Regions from separate parts of the Mus musculus genome. Here all the other regions are linked to region 3. A link is a contact called in public promoter capture Hi-C data. All regions are on one chromosome and are shown on one strand. The core of a region is the stretch at or near the end of the contact, and the rest is flanking DNA. Distances in the headings are between cores, read along the strand shown.

Evidence for each region. Promoter capture Hi-C pulls out the DNA fragments that hold promoters and counts their contacts.
Region 1: a promoter capture Hi-C map of liver shows a contact between it and region 3, with 2.2 times the contacts expected there. The contact joins the promoter of Lrrc23 here to the promoter of Ltbr in region 3. A contact is called at or near these places in 3 of 39 promoter capture datasets (liver and pre-B cells), 1 of 115 datasets of contacts at active chromatin or transcription factors (pancreatic cancer cells) and 1 of 9 other capture datasets (pancreatic islet).
Region 2: a contact with region 3 is called in a promoter capture Hi-C map of neutrophils, with 4 times the contacts expected there. The contact joins the promoter of Atn1 here to the promoter of Ltbr in region 3. A contact is called at or near these places in 3 of 39 promoter capture datasets (liver and neutrophils) and 1 of 115 datasets of contacts at active chromatin or transcription factors (pancreatic cancer cells).

Annotation. Positions count from the first base shown.
Region 1 is chr6:124,778,350-124,781,131 of GRCm38.p6, forward strand. Lrrc23 (leucine rich repeat containing 23) reads right to left here and starts at 1,378. Exons shown (of 8, transcript NM_001302555.1): 1 at 1,301-1,378; 2 at 663-797; 3 at 468-577. The coding sequence starts at 779.
Region 2 is chr6:124,755,071-124,757,773 of GRCm38.p6, forward strand. Atn1 (atrophin 1) reads right to left here and starts at 1,417. Exons shown (of 10, transcript NM_007881.4): 1 at 1,226-1,417.
Region 3 is chr6:125,312,480-125,315,179 of GRCm38.p6, forward strand. It overlaps Ltbr (lymphotoxin B receptor), which reads right to left and starts at 1,406. Exons shown (of 10, transcript NM_010736.4): 1 at 1,111-1,406; 2 at 911-1,007; 3 at 515-640; 4 at 273-431. The coding sequence starts at 1,206. It also overlaps a transcript of Scnn1a not described here.

The DNA.
Region 1 (2,782 bases), core at 128-2,627, 530 kb before region 3:
GAGGTGGGAGGGGGGGGGGAGAGATCCACCGGAAAGGATAAGAACCCAGAGAGAAACGGCACAGGTGCTAGGACAGAGAGCAATGCAGAGAAGCCTTGTACTGGGATGACAGAGACGGAGGGGAAGAGGAGGCAAGTGGGGTTTTCTTCTTGTTTTTCAGTGCAGAGATCAAAACTAGTGCCTTGCACATGGCAGACGACCTTTCATACTACTAAGCTACATCTCGGAGCCAAACAGAGACTCCTCCACAGAAGCTTCAGTGTGTTGTTTTTGGTGCTGGGAATGAACCTGGAGCCTTGTGCATACTAGGCAAGTTCTCCACTGCTAAGCTACCCTCCCAGTCACCTAAGAGTCCCGGACGGACGTTCTGAAAAGCGAAGCCCACCATGTCTTCCCATGAGCTCTAGCCCAAACACTCAGGAATGAGAGAGGGAAGGCACGAGATGCTCCCGTCTCGCAGTCCTCACCTGTCCTTAGCCTCCAGCTTAATATAAGCGTGAGCCAGTCCACTGCCAATCTTGCAGAGTAATGAGAGCCCTTCCTTCATCATGGCCTCCGTGATGGGGGTGGGCAGCCACTGTAAGAGGTGGGGAATACAGGCATCCCTCTCCAGCTCCCCTCTAGTCCCGAGCCCCGGGAGCCCTCCTGAAGCAGGCTCTCACTTCCTCAGAGGCTTCTTCTGTCTCTTTCCTGTAGTCTTCCCATTCCTCTATCTCCTTGTCACTTTCCACTTCATCCTGTTCTGCATCAACGTCATCCACATCATCTTCATCCGACATCTTTCTCTGCCCTGCGCTCTGGAGTCAGATGAGACTCAGTCCTGGTCCTGAGAAAGAAGGTCTTAGCTCCCACCCCCCCAACCCTCCAGTCCCTCACCTCCAGCTACAGGTGCCCTATACAGTCTGTCTCCTCTGAACTCCCACTTGTGCATCTTTCCTCATGCTGGAGACCGTCTTTGGACTCCCAGTCTCTGCTCGGAGCCTCCTCCCACTCCACCCCTGCTCCCTTCAGGACACTTTCCCACACTCCCGGACTGTTCCTGCTGTCACTTGCCTCCAACAGTGTCCCAGCAGCCCAGCGTCCTCCTTCCTCAATTCCCTTTGATACAGTTCTACATGTCCTCCTAAAATCTCCCCTACCTACTCCTCCTCCCCTTCTTTACCCACACCTCACCTCCGGGTTGGGTTCCCTTCCACCCCAACCCCTCTTCTAATGCGGCCTCTTTGCTTAACACCACCATTTCCCTGACACGAAGTCTTCAACCCTCCAACCCAGTTCGCCTTCAGAAGTGGGCGCAGACCCTGACTCTGCTCCTCTAGAAGTAGTTAAGGAGAGGATCTTTGTGCTGAGACGCCAAGACTGTTTTTTTGGAAGACGCAACGGGGTAGCCGGAGTTATTTATTGTTGTTATGGCAACAGGGGCGGGACGCTTAGCTTTGCAGCCAGCTTCCGTTGAGAGTTTAGAGTACCTCAACCGCAAAGCAAAAACCCTAACGCCCCTCTTTCCACCCTCAGCGGGTAGCTCAGTAGTTGCCAGGTTACGAGGCCAAATTTCTAATCCCAGGAACCAGGAGAAGGCGAGAAAAGAGTGTCAAGGAGTTAATTGTCGGCGGACATAAAACAATGGTCCAATATTAACAGCAGCACTGAGAAGCGGGAGGGAGGCGGGGCTGGCCATTAAGTCCTTAAAGCAATTAGATGTCCGGATGCAAAGGAATTGGGCTTTAAGACTATACCTAAGAAGCAAAAAGGAGATGGATGAGGGGGGAAAGGCACGAAGAGAAGCAAGAAATACTAAGTTATGGGATTTGTTGCTGGCCGGGTTCCGCTCATTTACTTCGAAGGTGGCCTGGTGGTGCAAACCTTTAAGACCCAGCTTTGCGACCCCTGCGACCCCCTCTGGCAGGAAAGATAACTCAGAGATTAAGGGCCCTGGCTGTTCTTCTAAAAGACCCAGCTCTATTCCCAGCACTCACAAACCATCTGTAACTCCTGCTCTAGCGATCTGATGCCATCTTCTGACCTCTACACATAAAATAATAAAATTAATACATCTAAAAAATAAAAGGTCTGGCTTGGAGTCTTGGTAGATCTGCTGATTACTAGCAGTCCTCTAGAATTCTGTAGAATAAACGTAACGTTAAGAACTGGGAGGAGTCTGCTGAGTTACTCTGTGTCTTCGCTGTTGCTGTTTTCCTCTGAAGCAGCAGACTTTCTATGTAAGCCAGGCTGCCTCGAAGTCACTCCTTTCCCAGCCTCTTAAACACTGGGATTACAGGTGAGCGCAACCATGCCCAACTAACACTATCTTGTGGAGTCTAAGGAAAAGAGAATGCTTGATACAGGAACACATGGGACTAATTGTTACCTGCTTTATATAAAATGCAAATTGGAGGCTAGATGGCTCAGGGGTTGAGAGCACTCGTGCAATTGCAGAGTTTTCAGCACCCACAAAAGGTGGCTCCCAACCATCTAGGACTCCATCTCCAGGGGATCCAATGTCTCTGGCCTTCATGCACATACTCTCCCCACCCACACACACATACACACACAACCATACACTTGGGTAAACTAATCTTTTTAAAGATTGCAAAGTGGTCTGATGGAATATGTGTGGGCTGGAAGTCAGAAAGTGTTCCTTTGGATCAGTCGAGTTTGGGGAACGTAATCGACAAATCTGTTCTCTTGGTGTCAAGGAACGGGAGCTCTAGCAACAGCGGTAGCTTTAAAGCATAAATCCTGGGTTCCAAACAGCTCTGCTACTCAAAGCTGTGTGTTCTTC
Region 2 (2,703 bases), core at 167-2,666, 560 kb before region 3:
CAAGCAACAGGGTTACTTGTTCCAATAGACTTCTGGAGGAGAAGGGATGCCTCCTTAGGAAACCCTACTTGGGGCAACACCAGAAACATCTCCCGGAGACCCACCAAGGACAAAGCTACAGGCTGAGAGAGGCCCAATCTACATACTGAATCCCCACCTATTGGACTTCCCACTGTCTCACTACCATGGCAACAAAATGGATAAAAAAAAAAAGTGCCCCCCAAGAGACCATCCCAGGGGTCCATCTGGCAGCCACTATTACCACCTTAGTTGCCAGAGCAACTCCAACCTTTCAGGAAAGGGAGCTTTAGGGTAACCTACCCCAGGCACAAAGAGATCTCTGAGATCAAGGCAGTAAGGAAGTCCTCCTATGGGACAGCCAATGCTCTGGGGGTGAGGGTGGAGGTCACAATTCCTTGGAATGCCTATATGATTGCCCAATCTTCTCTTCTTTCCCATCCTCCCAACCTTCCCAATTCTCCCTTCAGTATCCCTGCCTTTCTTATTCGTGTTAGGAGGACTCACACTACCAAGACTCAGTGCCCCCCCTTCACGAAGTAACTAGGTCTGGGATTAGGAAAACGGGGTCAGAGGTGACCAGGATTGGGGGAAAGAAAACTGAGTCACAAAAGATATGGCCTTCCCATTTCCACCCCAAAAAACGTCGGTCTTCTCAAAGCTGGGCCTCTCCCGGTTCATCTCCATTCCCCCCAGGTTCAATCCCCCGTCTCGGCAGCTACAACCCTCATTTTACCACCTACCACACCCCTTTCCCTGTTCCCAAGACCCGCAACCTGGAAACCCGGTGCTGGGCCTGTGGGGTTACTGGAGCCTTCACGCCCCACCTCGCTGCCATCTCTCCGATCCGTCCTGCCTTCTCCGCGAACCACCCGCACAGCATCCCCCGGTTTACCTCCGCCAAGTCTCCACCTCGGCGTTCCTCCCCTTTAGGCTCTGGTCCTGGCGACGCTCGGCCCCGTCAGCCCTCCTCCCAAAACCCTCCTCCCCCCACCTCCCGAGCTCGCGACTCCCAGGCCCGCGTCCCTCCTCCGGGCGGCCCCACCCCCTGAGTCCCCAGCCTCGGGCCCGGTCGTGCCCGCAATGAGGGAACGCGACCGGGAAAATAACAAATGGAGGCGGCGGCGGGAGGGGGGACCGGGAGGGGTGGGGGCGGGGAGCCGCGGGCCGGAACGGGGCGGCCCGGGCCGGCGGCAGCGGACCTTACCTGCGAGCAGCTCGGGACGGCTGGCTGGCTGCGAGTGCGGTCGGGCTCCGGCGCCTCCCGGGGACGGCGGCGGCCACTCCCCGCCCCTCCTTACAGCGCGGCTTCAGTCGCTGCCGCGGCGGCGGCGGCGGCGGCCCCGGCCCCCCCGGAGGGCGGCCCCCATGCCCGGCTCCCCGCGCAGCCCCGATCGGCTTCTCGCGCTCCTCGCCCGCCCTCCCGCCCGGAACGCGCCGCCCGCGCCCGCCCCCGCCGCACCGCCCGCCTCCGCCCGCACTCGCGGTCCCGGCGAGGCCCGCGACCCCCGACCCTCCCGCCGCTGGTGCCGCGCGCCCCTAGCCCGCCCCGAGGCCTGCCACCCCGAAACGCGTCCTGGCCCGAGGCCCCGGTCGGGCGCGGGGCTGCGGGCGGACGGACAGGCTGGGCGGCGCGTCCGGCGACTCGCACAGGAAAGCGGACGGCGGAGGGAGGGCGCTCGGGAGAGGGGGATGGGAGCAGGGAGGAAGAGGGAGAAGGAGGGAGCGCGGAGGAACGGAGGAGAGAGAGGGGCCCGGAGGAGACGCGAGGGAGGGAGCGCGCGGCAGTCGGGGGGCGGAGGATCGGGGAAGGGGAGGCGCCGGGCGAGTTGGCCGAAGCCGGCCGGGGCGCAGAGAGAGAGGGCCTCGCTGCGCAGAGCGTGGGGAGCTCGCGGGCCCCGCGCGGGAGAGGGCTGGGTGGGAGGGGCTGTGGACTGCGAAGGCAGACCTGGGGAGGCTGGAGAAGTTTGGGGACAAGAGGGGCTGTGGCAGGGGTGAAGTAGGTGGAGTTTGGGGAATTATGAAGTAGAGATTTGGATAATGGGACTGTATTGGAAAGATGGAGAGGAAGGGCCAGAAGTAGAGGCTGGAGGGGTTTAGGAGCTATTTTGGAGAGCCTACGATGGAAGTTTGTGGACCTGGGCGGGAAAGGATGAAGACGTACTAGGAGAATGGTGTTTCTGGAAGAGATAAGCGTTTAAGGCAGTGATTGGTGTTGAGAAGAATGCAAACCACAAGAATTTGGGAATGATGAAGGAAAGCTGGAGGCAAGTCCGGAGATCCCTCTGTGGGAGAGAAGGCATGAGAAGTCTCAGAAGAGGGGTGGAGGGCAGAGGATGCCTATTCTAGAGGGAGACTGGGGTGGGCTGGGTTGGTAAACATGAATGTGGGGACTTCCAATCGAACTAAGAACTATTTCCTTTGGCAAATAAAGTGGAGGAGAATGAATTAGAGAGGTCTGGAAGGAAACACAAGATAAATAGGGCTTTTGTGGCAACGTGGTGGGAGGGCCAGTGATGGGAAAAGAGAGGAGCTAGAGACGGAGGGAGAACCCTGGAGGAGTGACAGACTGGGGTCCAGGCCCTAGTGTGGAAGAGGTAACTAAGAGGTGGCACTTCACTTTTGGGCCCTTCATTTTCTCGAGGTTCCTGAACTAGACCTTCTCAAGTCTGAAGTCATTACTAG
Region 3 (2,700 bases), core at 156-2,655:
CAAGCTTGGCTTTGCAGCCTGCCGTTTTGCCCAAGCTTCCCCAGGGCTGACAGGAGGGAGCTACCTTCTAAGCTCCTCATACCAGTTCATGTCTTGGCAGACCCCCTCCTGTGAGCCTTTTTCAAGGACTGATAGATTCTTTATGGTTCTCCCAGTGGGCAGAGGTACCACACTCACAGTACCAGTGGGGAGAAGCACCATGCGCACAGTATCACGTTCCTTGCCCTTGATGCCCAGCCTCCCTTTACTGGCTGCCCTCAGTGACCTCTGACCTGTGACCTCGGCTTCTGTGCCAGGCTGGCAGAGTACAAGCCGCTCCTCCTCACAGTGCACACACTCATTGTCCAGATACACACAGGACATCCCCGGCTGACAGCGGCACTCGGCTTTCCGATCGCTGGTGCAAGGGGCAACCTCCTCAAAGCCCAGCACTGTCAGGGAGAGGGAAGAGTCAGAGAGGAGCTGGCCCTCCCAGTCGTACCCATCATGCAGATCCAGATGAGTCCCCACTTACCAATGTCACAGGGGCGGCACAGCTGGCAGGTGGAGAGATGGTTCCAGTGTTCATTATAGGAATTATGGGGGCAAGTCTTGCAAACCGTGTCTTGGCTGCGGCTGCATACCGCAAAGACAAACTCGCCTATGAGGCGAATGGGGAAAGAGGGTTATCAGGAGACAAGAAGTCCATCTCTGCGTCCGCTGCCTCTGCTTGCTGCATGCCTCGGAGCCTCTCCTTGGTCTCTTTGTCCCCATCCTGTCTTCATGGCTACATGCCGCTACCTCTTCAAATCTCAGTGTCCGTGGGACAATGCTAATGCTTCGTAGACTCTCCTTCCTGGCTAGTTTTAGCAGTGCTGGCTCATTCTGGCTCACCTCTACCACCCAAGCCACTTGGAGCCACTGTTCTCACCTGGGGGACAGCGGGAGCAGCAGACGTCGTGCATGGGCTCGTAGTATTCCTTGTCCTGGTCCCAGCAAGTCTGGTTTTCTATGCGATAAGGGGGCACCTTCCAGAGGAGGCGGAGAAAGAGAAGAATGAGGCAGGGTCAGCTCTGGAGGGCAGAAGGGCTAGAGAGAAACCTGGTCCATCCCACCTAGCCCCTCCCTCACCAGCTGGGGCTGAGAGGCCACCAGAAGCCCGCTGAGTCCCAGCAGGAGTGGCCCCCAGGCCAGGCCGCAGGGAGAGGAGGCCCGGGGCAGGCGCATGGCGGCCTTTCGGCTCGGCTGACCAGACCGGGTGGAGTCCTAGGAGGAAGGTGGGAAGCCCGGACGTCCTGAGCAGCGTTGGCCACGACTTCCCAAGCCTGGCGGCTGGGCCGACGTGCCCCCGGGGGCCGGGAGCGGCCGGGCCTGGCCTCCAGGGCTCCAGCGCCGGGCTCAGGAAGTGGGAGTGGAGCGAGCCGGCCGGGGGCGGGGGCAGGGAGCCCTGGGAGCAGAGGCCGGCCTGTCGCAATCGCGACGGGGGGGGGGAAGAGGAACAGGCTTGGCCGCCTCGACGCAGGGCGGGAGGGGGTGGCCGGGAAAGCACGTGAGAGCTGCAGGCCCGGAACCCGGCCTCCACCTTTCTTCGGAAGCCTGGCTCTCAGAGGGGATTGCGGATTAGGATCGCTTGCTGGCCGAAAGGGGGGCAGCAGAGACAGTGGCTAGCCATCAGTCAGGCCCACCTCCGAGAGCCCGAGGCAGAGCTGACTTGGTTGACCTGCCGTGGACGTTGAGGCAGAGAGCTGTGGACAGCTGGGTGTCAGATTTGCAAAGAGGAGGCGCCAGGGATTGACAGTGCACCCAGCCAGGATACCCAGAGGTGGTTAGCAGATGCAGCCAGCGTCTGGCCAGGCATCCCACTTGGCAGAGACTGAGGGCCTGCTCCACTCTGTGACTTTTTAAAAAGAAGCTTCCACAGTAACAAGCCCACCCACGCCACACACCAGGGCGCACACCACAAGACACTGGAGAGAGTTCAGCTGGCCCTGAATCTGTCCTCTCCTCTGGGACCTCTCTCACGGAAGGGTGGGCGTGTGTAAACCCAGGTCCTGGTGAGTGGGGGCTTCTGGGCTGGGGCTGGGTAGCCTAGTTCCAGCGTGTGTGCACATAAGCCTATAACTCTCTTAAACCGAGGGACCTGAGAGCCCAGCCAGTGTAGGTACCTTACTTTCTAGAGAAGACCTGCCCAGGGTGCCAGGCAGCGGTGCACAGGGTTCCAAGATCGTTAAGCCTGGTGGGCCTTTTCTTCCTGCCATTAATAGCCCAGAGCTGCTGGAAGTATGTGACACCCCTTTTTCCCACGTCTACTGATTCCCAACCCCCCCCCCCAGCCCCCTTCACACACACACCCCTCTAAATTTCTATTAAGAAAACAGCCATGGAGCCCCCAAGGAACCCTAATGTCTGCCCTGTGCTCCTTACTAGGCTATTGGCTGGCCCGTGGCCTGGTTTGGCTATTTAGTCTAGGCTCACGGAGTCTAGCATGATCTGGCTTATGCCACTGGCCAGGTACATATTCGTTGTGTAAATGAAGGCTGTCCACACCGCTTAGCCACTCTGGAAGAACTTAACTGCAGTCCAGATCTGATTTTCAGATCCCAGCCCATGGCAACATCTGTCCTGCCTCCCTTGTGACTCGGGGGTGGGGGGTGGGGTTGGACTCTCATTTGGAATGAGGGAAAGCCTTCTCTTGCAATAGCTCACCTGAGAACTGACCTT